2 separate regions of the Mus musculus genome follow, and region 1 is linked to region 2. The links are chromatin contacts, called in public Hi-C maps. All regions are on one chromosome and are shown on one strand. Each heading gives the region's core, a stretch centred on a gene start, on an enhancer-like site or on the middle of the called end of the contact. The rest is flanking DNA. Distances are from core to core; before and after follow the strand shown.

The links. Hi-C and Micro-C count contacts between places; a contact is called where the count stands out from the background.
Region 1: a Hi-C map of neutrophils shows a contact between it and region 2, with 1.9 times the contacts expected there. The contact joins the promoter of Fam20c here to the enhancer-like site in region 2. A contact is called at or near these places in 5 of 39 promoter capture datasets (the 3T3-L1 cell line, hippocampal neurons, liver and 1 more), 11 of 484 Hi-C or Micro-C datasets (the G1E-ER4 cell line, cumulus cells, embryonic stem cells and 5 more), 10 of 115 datasets of contacts at active chromatin or transcription factors (bone marrow-derived macrophages, embryonic stem cells, hepatocytes and 3 more) and 2 of 9 other capture datasets (adipose tissue and pancreatic islet).

What each region holds. Positions count from the first base shown.
Region 1 is chr5:138,753,380-138,759,524 of GRCm38.p6, reverse strand. It overlaps Fam20c (family with sequence similarity 20, member C), which reads right to left and starts at 4,444. Exons shown (of 10, transcript NM_030565.6): 1 at 3,300-4,444; 2 at 1,546-1,724. The coding sequence starts at 3,889.
Region 2 is chr5:138,823,426-138,829,769 of GRCm38.p6, reverse strand. It overlaps Gm30206 (a long non-coding RNA gene), which reads left to right and starts at 4,544. Exons shown (of 3, transcript XR_377163.1): 1 at 4,544-4,611; 2 at 4,745-4,920; 3 at 5,770-5,959. Within about 2 kb of position 1,714, at least 16 of the 459 cell types and tissues checked have an H3K27ac peak or open chromatin away from gene starts, as enhancers often do. A contact at or near this core is called in bone marrow-derived macrophages and neutrophils, where this site is marked.

The DNA of each region.
Region 1 (6,145 bases), core at 3,195-5,694, 73 kb after region 2:
GTCACTGTAGCAGATCTTTATTCCTAGGTTGCATTATCCACACAGGCGGCAGTACCCCTGAGATCTGGTCTCACTACTAGTGCCTTCTACTAGCTAGGAAATTGCTCTCCTGCTAAGCCATGCCCCTAGTCCCTCATTAGAAAATTCTAGACAGATGCTCTATCACTGAGCCACACCCCAGCCCCTCACTGGGGGATTCTAGGCAGGGGCTCTACCACTGAGCCACACCCCCAGCCCCTCACTGGGGGATTCTACTATTAAGCTCAATTCTCAGTTCTTTTTTCAGTTTTTATTTTAAGAAAGGATCTTGTTAGTTATTCCGACTGGCTTTGGACTTTCTATCTTCCCGTCTCAGCCTCCCGAATAGCTGGATGACAGGTTCCACCTTCACATCTAGCTTAGATAGTTCTTTAACATTCAGACTCTGCTCCAAAGAGAAAGAAAGGGGCACGCATTGTGGTTCCTTTATAATAAAGTACCTGTGCTAACAAGGACTATTCCTCACTTAGCCTGAAACCTCTGGACTCCACAGGTCAGGTGAGAGTGCACTCTCTGGCAGGAGGAAGGAGGGTGGGAGACCACTAACTTGCTCTTTTTTACCAGGTGAACTTGCCAAGCCCTGGAGGAAGCTGTGGGTCCAGGTTTATTTATTTATTTTTTTTATTTATTTTTTTTACCAGGCGAGAGCTCCATATACAGTGGAGCCCCAGACACCACTAAAGCAGTAGGTGCTGCAAGCAGGCAGCTTCTAACTGCTCCGTGTCAGCAATTGGACCAAAGCCTGTAACTGGAGGGAGCCTGTTAGCAGATCTGCTTTCAAGACACATGGCAGGCTCTGCAAGCACATGCAGCTGAGCACACCAGGGCCACCACTGCACAGCCCCAGCCCTCAGCCTGCCCTATGCCACCTCTCCATCACTGGAAAGCAGATAACAGCCTAAAACCTGCTCAGAAGCTGCTCCTGATGTACTGTTCTCGTGAAATTGAAAAACTGGATTTAAAAACAAAATCTTTTCTTGTCTTAGTGGATCATAAAGTCCTGGAGACATTCCTTTTGAACTGCTTCATGTGGAATACCCAGGCTCCAACTTTGTCCTTCCCTTCCCAGGTATGATCTTTGAATCCTTGCTGAGCTCCGAAGGGAACAGGTTTGGAGCCTCAGGCCCTGGCTAAGCTATGCAATCTAGCCTCCCCTGCGGGAGGTACAAGGGTGGCCCATGCATAGGTAATAGAAAGAGGTGCTGCAGCTACTATGGGTCATCAGGGTGTTCTTTAACAGGAGAGGGAGGGCCTACGTGTCTGCTTGTACCCTACCAGGGATCAAAGTGGTGGCCCTCACATGCCAGCATACCCTGCATTAGTAGGGCGGAGGTTTCATAGTGATGAGCCTTGAGGCATCCATTTGGCTCATGGAATCATCAGGGTAGCCACCCAAACACCCCAGAAAGTGTGGCTCCCTGCATAGGAAGGAGGCTAACTTCACACAGTCCTGGTGTATCCACACCAAGGTACTCTTACACCAAGGACAAGCAGGTGGCTACCTACCGACGCTGGTGATCTTCTGAGAGCCGAGGTCCCGCAGTAAGGCATCGATGGCTGGGTTGTGTCTGGAGTACAGCTCATACCGGTTGATGCCAATGTGGAATTTGAGCCAGTTGGGATAGAGGTTCACAGCTGCCTCACCAGTGGGCAAGAATTCTGCGCCTTCAGCACCTTCATGCGGCCTGCAAGAAACCAAGGCAGGCTATGGTCAAGTGTAGAAAAAGAGGCAAGAGGCCAAAGAATACGGGGTGCTGGTCCTGAGGGTCAGGGCTTGGGACTTTGAGTTCAAAGTACAGGTTCGCTAAAAGCTGCTTTTACACTGCCATGTCTGCACTTTCTTCCCCGGCTGCGGTTCCACCACCTAATAACATACCTTAAGGCCTATAATTCCTATTTACCCTCTAGAGACTCCACAGACAATCCTAACTACCACTAGCCTAGACCCAGAGTGTCAGCGCTATCCCAACACCTCTGTCCTGGGGTCACCAAAAGTGCCCCCACAACAGTGATGTCAGCTGGGAGTGTGTGAGAAGTGACTGTCCGTTCTTCCTGCGACCAGACGGCCTGGAAGTCACAGGCACACCCAGTCAGCCAGAAACCTCCCCAGCTTTCTGCCTTTGTTCCAAAGAACAGGGGCAGGAATGATGCACAGGCCTAAATCTGATTTTAACGAGTGCAGCCATAAGGTGGGGAGGACAGGATGATGGAGCCAATCACTCTAGCTCTGCTTTCTCTGGCCATGAGCTTGTTTGAATGAAGAACAGACCCTCTGGGAGTCTGCGAGGCTGGAGGGGAAGAGGGGCTGCTTTAGCTCTGCTTCACTGGCAGGTGAGGATCCTTCAACTCCAGTCTGTCTACACTAGAATCGAAAGGAGGGCTAGAGCCTTCCGAGATGCCACACCCTCTCCACTCTTTCAGCGGGCCGTTGCTTGATGGTTTCTGGCCAGCGAAGTCCAGAAGGAACCAAAAAGCTCGCATGGGCAGGCACAAGGCACAGGGCCTGGTCCTATTCCAGGGAGAGAAAGGATTTCTGAGGTTGTTTTGGACTGGTGACTCTCTCTCTGCTGCCCGGGGACCTTTGCAGGTTATTTGCTCTAGCCAGCTGGTGGTTAATATTTCACTCTGTTGGGCTTATTTGGATCTGTGCAGCTGTGGGGGTGGGGGTGGGCACAAAGCTCGGAAGACAACTCCAGGATGGTTTACCTTCCTCCAGGCAGGGTGGCCACAAAGGAAGGCCTCCACACTGCCAACAGCACTCCTCAGCCGCTTTTGTCCCCGTGACTGCATTTAAAAGACTTATTAGGTACATTCAGGCCTTCTGGAGACGTCCACCCTGAACAGCTCACCCCATCGCTCTCAGAGCCAGAAGCCCAACCCCTCCCAGGGGAAGGCTGCTCCCACTCTCCCTGGCTGGCTCTCCAACATATTCATTCATCTGCTTCCTCAGCCATCGCCAGGGCTGGCCAGCATGCTTCCTTGTAGGTGGAGCACTGGGCTCTCCTGGCTTCTGGTGGGCCGCCAGCTTCCCACACCAGGGCACTGGGAGCTTCCCAAACCGTTCTCCCTAGAATCATTGTGAAGACAAAGGCAAGAGGCACATCTGCCCCGCCCACCAGGGATCCCTACCAGCCTCTTCTAAGGGTCCCCCAAAGGTACACAAAATGCCTGGCGTGTGAAATAGCTTTCTAGTGGGGTGTCTTTATTCCCGAAGGGTCGGACGCGCTAGCCCCACCCCAAACCTCCTCTTCTCTGCTCACCAGTCAGGATTCTCTGCTGCCTTGGGGTTAAACCTGATGTCGCTGTTCACATTAAACAGGACGTCGTCCTCTGTCAGAGGAGGCACAGCCCCCTGGTAGAGAGGGTGCTCAAACAACTTGGCTAAGAGCGATCCGTCCCCGCTGGGGCCAGGGGGCGGTACCCGCGGTCGGGGCCCCGGGTCTCGAAGCAGCGGCCGATGCGCTGGGTCACGGGGTGGCGGGGAACGGGGCTCCTGACCCCGCGGAGCGTGATCCACCGGCTCTGCTGCAGAAGGCAGCTTCTCCAAGGAGTGGGAGGTTAGGTTAGAGGCTGGATCTGAGCTGAAGTCTTGCAGGATGCGCAGTGTGTGTTTGTTGGGCCAGCCTGCGTCGCCACCGGCGGACTCCCCCGGTCTGCTCCTTGCCTGGGCCCAGCCTGGACCAGCTGCCTCTGCTGCCGGCTGAGCGCAGGAGCAACCGGGCTCCCCGGAGGATCGCGTGGCGCGTCGGTCCAGCTTGGGTAGCAGGTCAACAGCAATGTGCAAAGCGCAAGCCAGTAGGAATACTACCAGGATGAGCACGCGAAACCTGCGCACCAGTATCATCTTCATGGCCGCGCAGGCCAGCGGGCTGGGGGGTTCGGGACGCGCGCTCCACCGGTGCCCCTCAGCTTGGCACCAAGCCCGCAACGACCCGCGGGTCAAGGTCCATTCAGTGTACTAGCAGCTAGCAGCTCGGGGGCTGTCCCCAGACTTGGACGTCGTGAAGGACAACCGCCACCAAAGCACCAGCTCTCCAGGCCATTTCGGGGGGCGGCCAGCGGCCCTCGTCGGTGGAGCGGGTGGCAGTGGTGACAGGGAACGCAGGGGCGTACGAGGGTCTCCGGGACGGCGACCACACTCAGCGGGCGTGTAAGCAGAAGGCGCGGCTGTTCATCCCGTCCAAGGCGCGACAGATCCGATCCAGAGCGCGGTGCTCCCGCTGGGCCATGCCGGGTCCTGGGCAGGCGACAAAGCGGCTCCTCTGTTCTGTCAGGCTGAGGCTGGGAGACCGGGCTGGAGAGACAGAGGCGAGAAGGGGAGCGCGAGGGGGCGCGCAGGGAGAGGCGACGATCTGGCAGGTGCAGCAGGCCGACCCGGAGCGCAGCGCCCGCACCGCCTAGCTCCAGGCGCCCCGCGCCCGGCCCGCTGATATCCGAGCGCGCCGGAGCCGCCCCCCGCGTCAGCGCCCGCAGATTGGCGGAGCCGTGGCCCCGCGAGGCCCGGCCGGCCCGGCGCTAGCCCGCGCTCCCCTCTCTCCTCCCCCTTGGCCGCGCCCCGCGGTGTCGCCGCGCCTCCTCCGCGCTGAGCCGGGAGCCAGAGAGGCCCGGCTGGGAACCCGCAGGCAGCGGTGGCTTCGGCCCTGTGCGCGCGGCTCTCGGCCTGGTAGCCTGCGTCCCTGAAGCTCCACGCGCCGCCAGTTGCAGCCGCACAGCTCCTCCCCGGCGAGTGGAGGCCAGAAAACAGGCCAAGTCCCTCCCCGAAGCCCGCGGGGCGTCTGCGCGGCCGGACAAGCTCCTCTCCGGGCGGTGTCCTGGCACCTCGGGTACCCGCAGCCCACTAGGTGGAGGACGAAGAGACGACGTTGCCACGCGGCGGAGAGAACGGCGGAGGAGCGCGTTGGGCCCCCGATCCGATGGGACTCCAGAAGCTCGGCAAGGCTGCCGGGCCCACCCCACCCCAGGGGACACGCCTGCGCCTTAACCCTGGCGGCGCCGCGCGGAGCCTGGCTGAGTGGCGCGGATGCGCGGGCGGTGGGCGGGGCGCGTCTCGCTGCCTGCCCTCTGGGATGCTAAATCGGGGTGCACAGTAAAAAGAGATCTGCTTTCACCACGTGGCTTCATTTGTGGCCACAGGGCTTCTGGATCCCCAACCCCTAGTAGGAAGTAGGAATCTCTGGGAATTTCTGCTAAAATTCTGGGAAGGTAAGCGTGAGAGGGTCAGCCACAGATCCACAAGCTGAGCAGACCTCAGGGCTTCAAGCACCTGCAGATTTCCACAGCAGCCCAAGCCAACTGCTGTGTAAGGGACTGAGGGGCGGAGTCTGTGCTCTACGGAGCCCCTCTTTGTCATGCTCTCTTGGCTGTGCTCCCCGGCCCTGGAATGCTCTCAGCTCGAGTTCTCTATGAATCAAGTGCACAACTCATGTTCTTTCTGAAGATTCAGCGACAAGTCTGTGTTAGTTGACGTTCAGTAGACACCCACTAGCTGCTTGTTAGGGACGAAGAGAGTCGCAGCCAGCTAGCTGGTCAGCAAAGGTGCCTCCTAGGCCTTTAGAAAGGAAGAGAGGGTGGAGTTCCACACTCCTGTAACAGGAGCTGATGCCTGTGTTGGGCAGCATAGTGGAAACCCAAGAGTGCAGTGGGTGGGGTCTTAATAGAGGTGCACTCCCCAAGAAGGTATGGCTTACATCATGAAAACTGAGGCATTCTGCATTCATCCGGCCCTCCCACTCACACAGACAATGAGTTTGTGTGTGGAGATGGTGGGCCTGAGGTGGGAGTAGGACGGAAGCACCCACAACCTGGGACCTCTGGAGAGAGACGAATGTCATCAGGGTAGAGTCACCTGCTCCTGGGAGCATCAGTTCGTGGGGCTTCCCATTGTCTCCTGGTGTCCTGGACAGTCCGTTCATCACAACTGTGTGGCTTCTTAGGGGAATTCCTGGCTCTCTGGCTCCTACCCTAAGGAAGCAGGGTGCTGTAGCCAGTGTAAATGCAGTGGACCTGCCTGCTGTTTCTGCAACAACACCTGTTGCTGTCTGCTAACATAACTCTCCTTTGTTTCTTTCCGCCCTTCTGCCCCAGGATGCAGGCACTTCACAGAGGG
Region 2 (6,344 bases), core at 465-2,964:
ACAGCCCTGCCCCTAGCTCTCCTGACCTAGTCTTAGATCAATCCCTACCTCAAGTGGCCTTCAGCCTCAGTGGACCGGGGTCCATGAGCTGACAGGGGACAGTTGGAGGCTGGAGATTCTAGGCCAACATCTGTCCCAGTCAGTTTATCTAAACAGAAAACCGAGAAATCATTCCAGACGTCTCAGAAGCTCTGAACACATGTGGCTCGTTCTGCCTTCGTGTCTGGAAACACTGACCCACATCTGTGCGCCCAGGGCTTTTGAGGGAAAGCACGTTCCAGCACCTACCCTGTGTTGGGACAGACCTAGGTCCAGGAAGTGTGGATGGCAAGGATGTGGAAGCTGGGGACATTTGTTTCTAGTGTGCTCCTGTTCCTTCTCTTAGCCTATGTCCCGTGTGACCCAGACCCTAGAGCCAATCACTCACCTGGATCCACAAGTCTCTGAGGCAGGTCTCCATACCTATGGAGGGAGGTGATGAAGCATCCCACTGCTCACTGCTGTTGCTGTTCACTGTCCTGCCTGGGCTGGAAGCTCTGTCCTGCCCTAGGCCACAGAGGCCTGGGCTGAGAAGGATGTGTTCCCACACTTAAAAGCCACAGGGGTGTTTATGAGGCTGAGCAGAGGAGAAAGGCATTACAACAAGGGATTGCATGTGTGAGGCAGGAGGCGTGACGTGACAGCAGCAGGTCAGAGAGAGCCAGCAGCCTACCCTGGACCAGACGCCATTCCCTCCTGATGGCCTGGCTGCCATCCTTGCTCTTCCATATGTTTTTCAAACATGCTGGGCCTCTGGTCTGTGATCAAATGTGTTACATGTGTGTGTATGTGTGTGTACGTACACGTGACTGCAGGTGTGTGATGTGCATGTCTGCGCTGTGTATGTATAGGTGTATGCTGTAACACTTCCTGCCTCACAGATGCAATCCCTTGTTGTAATGCCTTCCTTCTCTGCTGGCTTCATAAACACCCCTGTGGCTTTTAAGTGCAGGGACACAGCCTTCTGAGGCCAGGTCTCTGTGGCCTAGGGCAGGACAGAGCATCGCTGTGTGTTTTTGTGTGCACATGTATACACTTCCACTTGTGTGTGTCCAAGCATGTGAATCTGTGTGCTTGTATCAGTGCCTGGATCTGCACCCTGTGTGCTGGTGTTGAGGACGTATACCCACTCGGCCTGCCCTTGCACTTCTGCTGGACATGCAGGTCCCCCGGCCAGCTGAGTCTACCTGCACTCAGGCATTACAGGGGCATGGTGAGAGCTTCCGTACCCAGGAAATGCTGGCTGGGGACAAGTGGAATTGGTGGCCTGGGTGGGAGAAAGCATAAATCTCTTCTACTTGGATGCAGCTAGACTGGGAACGTGGAGGCCTGACTGATCTCCATACGCCTCAGCTTCACCTGTCTGAAGAGAACATTCACTCAGGTTGCTAGGTAAGGCCACTCTCCTGGTAAACCCCACATGAAGGGTCCAATCTTCCCCTGGCTGATGCTGCCTGCAGACTGGCTTTTGTTGTTTCAGGGACCTTCCAGAGAGGCAAAGGCTAGCAAGGCCTTCTGGGTCCCTTGCTGGACTCTTAGGTTCCTGCAGTGATCCCAGTGCCCCGTGCCCAGCCTTTCTTCCAGTGGCTTAGCCATCCCTTGATTTGTACAGAGTCCCAGCTGCTGTCCCTGCCTCCCAAGTTCAGAGGTCACCCTGGTCAGGAAAGAGCTGTCTTGCTCATCTAACTTCCTGTCTGGGGAGCAAAGCTACCCAGTTCCTTCCAGCCACGACCAACCACATCTACATTCGAGGTTAATAAGAGGTGGAGGCCCTGGGGGGCACTGCAGCAGATGTGCTCTGGAGGGCAGAGTAGTTCTCAGTGGGGGTCCTCTCACCAGTTCAGGGATTGCAAGAGGTCCAGGAGGATGGAATATGTGGCCTCCAAAACAGTCACATATCCCTTGCTCCTTGAATTCCACTGACACTTACAAAGAAAGTCTGGGAGTTGGGGACTCAGATCAATGTCACAATACTTGCCTAGCAGGTGTAAGGCTCTGGATTCTATTCTGAGTGCAGATTGGGGTAGGAAGACACAGAAAGAGCCTGAAGTTGGGCGTGGTGGTGCACACCTGTACTGTGAGCATCTGGGAGGCAGAGGCAGGATGGTCCCCGGTTCAAGACTACCTCTGTCTCAAAAGAAAATGTAAACCCAACTGTGATATCAACGCTCTGGAGGCAGAGACAGAATTATTTCAAGTGAGAGGCCAGCCTGGACTACATCGAGAGGTCCAGTGACAGAGCCCGGGATGTGGCAGGTCCCCAAGCTGGGTGAAGATGGGGATGGCTGCATCACCCTTAGCTGAGGGCTCTTCTTTGTCACCTGGATTCTACACAGAGCACAGGGCCAAGCCGAATAAAGTCCTGACATTCTCATTTAATTTCCTCTTGAGAAATGGCAGCACCATGTGACCTCTCTCTGTGTTTATTATAAATCTAATACCCCGTGTTTCAGTTCAGTGAACGCACATCTTATTTGGAACCTGGGTTTGAAGTCGCCTAAAGCTGGCCGGAATGTAATTGTACTGGTGCATACAAGAGCCTGTTAATTTCTGTTGGGCCTCACAAGCTCTGCACTGGTTTGGGGACTGTCCCTCCTGCACAGTGGGACAGCGTGAGGACCAGGCACTTTTTGCCCAGGATGTGACTGGCATTTTGTGCACTATGAAAATGAAAACGTAATTTTGAAACTGTTCACAGATTGTTTGTTTGTTTGTTTGGACAACAACAAAAAATCATATTACAAGCCATTAGGCCAAGCCCTTTTCTCCCCTCCCCTCCCCTCCCCTCCCCTCCCCTCCCCTCCCCTCCCCTCCCCTCCCCTCCCCTCCCCTCCCCTCCCCTCCTCTCCCCCCTCCCCTCCCCTGTCCTCCCCTGTCCTCCCCTCCCCTCCCCTCCCCTGTCCTCCCCTCCCCTGTCCTCCCCTCCCCTGTCCTCCCCTCCCCTCCCCTGTCCTCCCCTCTCCTTCCCTCCCCTTCCCTGTCCTCCCCTCTCCTTCCCTCCATTTTCTCCCCTCCCCTCCTTTTCCTCCCTCCCTCCCTCCCTTCCTTCCTTCCTTCCTTCCTTCCTTCCTTCCTTCCTTCCTTCCTTCCCTTCTTCTTCCCCTTTTTGATGTAACTCCTCCTGAGAAAGTGGCTGGTCATGGTGCAGCAGCAGACCAGCAGCTGAGCCACAGTGGGGGTTCTGGACTGTTCCAGGTCACCTTATCGTCTGAATAGTGATTCAGCTAGTAGATAGCATGTCCTGTTTTTCACAATATTGCATTTACTTATGCTGTGTGATTGTGCATATTTGGGTAGATTGTCACAGAGTACATGGATGTCAAGGGACAGCATTCAAGCGTTGGTATTTTCCTTCTACTGTGTGAATGTGCAATGTAGGAAAGCAGACACCTTACCCACTGAGTCATCAAAACAGGTTTTTGTTTTGTTATGTTTTTGAGATAAGATTTTACTATGCAGCTCTGGTTAGCCTGGAACTCACTGTGTAGCCTAGGCTGACCTGGAACTCCCAGAGATCCGTCTGCCCCTGCTTCCCAAGTGTGGAGATTAAAGGTGTGCAGCACCAAGCCCTGCCATAGATTGGTTTTTACTTTTAATTCTAGAAATGCATGCTCTCTCTGTGTGGCTATGCACACAGTGCAGGTGCCCACGGAGGATAGAGGAAAGCGTTGTATCCCCTGGAACTGTAGTTACAGGTGGCCTTGAGGGTGTGGATGCTGGGAGCCCAACTCAGGCCTTCTAGAAGAACAGTACATGTTCTTAACCTCCGAGCCACTTCTCCAGCTCAGCAGACAGTATTTCTTTCTCTCTTTTTAAAAAGATTTTATTTATTTATGTATATGAGTACACTATAGCTGTCTTCAGACACACCAGAATAGGGCATCTGATCTCATTATAGATGATTGTGAGCCACCATGTGGTTGCTGGGAATTGAACTCAAGGCCTCAGGAAGAAGAGTAAGTGCTCTTAACCGCTGAGCCATCTCTCCAGTCCCCACAGACAGTATTTCTAACCCCAGGTTCCTGGCACCCTTGAAATGAGATGCTCAGAGCAGTGGCAGGCAGAGAGAAAATTTGGCACACGCTGGTTTTTGCTGCTGTGACAAGGAGACCTCTCTGCCTGTCCTTGGACCACGTGGTGGGGTGTCCAGGCTCCTGTGGGTGACTAATGTCCTTTTACTTCTTCTTCTCCCAACCTGTGTGCCCGCAGTGCTGCAGGGGATAGCTTCCCAGCATGCCCCCCCCCTCTACTGTGCAAGGGTGGCCCTGTCACCATGCACCTGGGCAGATGGTCTTGTGCTGCAGTAGCTTTCCTACAGATCCTCTAGCCTGACCAGGAAGGACACCTTCAGCCTCTCTCCAGTCCAGGCACTGCCTTCTCTGTTCCCCACGAGACCTTTGATGGCTCCCACTGATTAGCTGCCCAAGGAATGTATGCCAACATCTGCTCAAAGGTCAGAATTCCAAACTACAGAAGTCGATTTCTCAGATTTGAGTCAGTAAACATTCTGCATGGGGCAGAGCAACAGATTTCAACAGCACCTACCTAGGGGACCATCTGGAAACTGCCCAGGTAGAGTCAATGGCTGGCATAGGTGGGGACAGGGTATATCCGGGATAGTAGGGGTCAGACAAAGATGGACCTGGGCATTGGAAGAGACACAGGACAACCATGGGTTCCACAATGCCTACATTCACTTTTACAGTTTGGAGAGACGCAGGCTCCAGCCCATGTTCTAAGCTTAGACTGTATGTGCTGAGATCTTCTGGGACCCTGGCTTTGAGACACGCACACTTTGACCTCACAACCCAGGCCTGCCCTGGGGCAGGAAGACTTCCTTGTAGTATCATAATTCAGAAGGTGGGAGAGAACCTGACTTTGGTGAGGAAACTGTGGTGGTCGGGGGAGGCTGGGGGGAAATTGGGGGGTTGGGGAGGGAAGCCTGAGAGCAGGCAGCCATTGGAAATAGGAGTGCATTTATAACGGGAGACTATTCCAAAAAGTTGGGATAGAGGTACAGACAGGTGACCGAGGAAAACACCTTTGTCCTCTGTCTGCCTCAGATGCCCTTAGGGAGACTGCAAGGTATCTTCTCTGGGGAATAGGAAGTGGCTTCAGGGAAGTGAGGTGTCCAAGAGATCAAAGAGGAAACTACTCAGTCCTCAATTCAGGTTGCAGCCGGTCCACATCCCTTCATCTCAATCGCAGGCACCATAGGGCAGACACGGCTGGATGTTGAAAGATAGGAGTCAGAACGTCAGGAGGGACAGACTGGTATAAATGAAGGAGCTGCAGTCCCAAGGTTAAAGAAGGGCCAGTCTGGCCTGGGGCAGGCTGGAATCTATTCCCATGTCTCCCTGTGGCTGTCTGTGCTACCTGATCTACTCAACAAGCCCCAAATTCTCTCAGTCTTAGGGCAGGGCTCCCACAGGCATGCCTTTCTCAGGGCCTCCGCTTTTGGCAGTGTCTGTGCCCCTGTGGCCCATGGTGGCAATGCCAGCATAGGGCGTTTGCTACATTGCCCTGGTCAACAGCTTCCAGGAGGCAGACTGCACTTGATGGGCAGAGGAACCCAGAGGTGTATTCTGGCTCGCTGTGGGAAACAGACATCTTTTGCTGCCAGCTAGGGAGGTTGCTGGACCTCCCACCAGGTCCTTACATAGAGAGCCACAGCTTGAATTAGGCGGTCTGCCCTCTGAAGCTCACTGTACTCCCTCTGCCTTCTTCTAGGGCTACAGAGATTTGCAACCCAGCTCAGGAACTTTCGGTTGGGACCGTGGTAACTCACACATATTCCCCCCCCACCCCCGAACTTGCACTTGGCAGCACCTCCCAACTTTGTTAATGGAAACCTACTGATCCGTGACACGCGCATGGCAGACATCTGCTCGGGGTAATGCGCTGGTAATGTACGTATTGATGATCAATCTGTGGATTTGCAAGAGCGGCATAAAGTATTTAATTATAATCACGTTGAGCAAGTCTGCGTGGTGGCAGCGACATTTGAATAGGTCACGGCCAGCCCTCACCCCTGTTATGTTATCGATATTAAATGCCACTCACTCCTGACATCCTGGGATATCACACGTTGGCAAACTGGAAATGTCCCTTTGCTTCTAAGAACATGATTGATAGCCTCCACAAAGTGACCGCCAAACCTCAAGGTATACTAGCCTCACCTAGCAACGGCTTCACCTCTCCCGTCCCTGGTTGTGGAGATGGCTTTTGGCAATGAACCCGTGTGCAGAGTCTCCCTAAGGCCCCCTGTCTTGTTCAGGGAATGGGGCTTTTCTGTTTCAAAACAG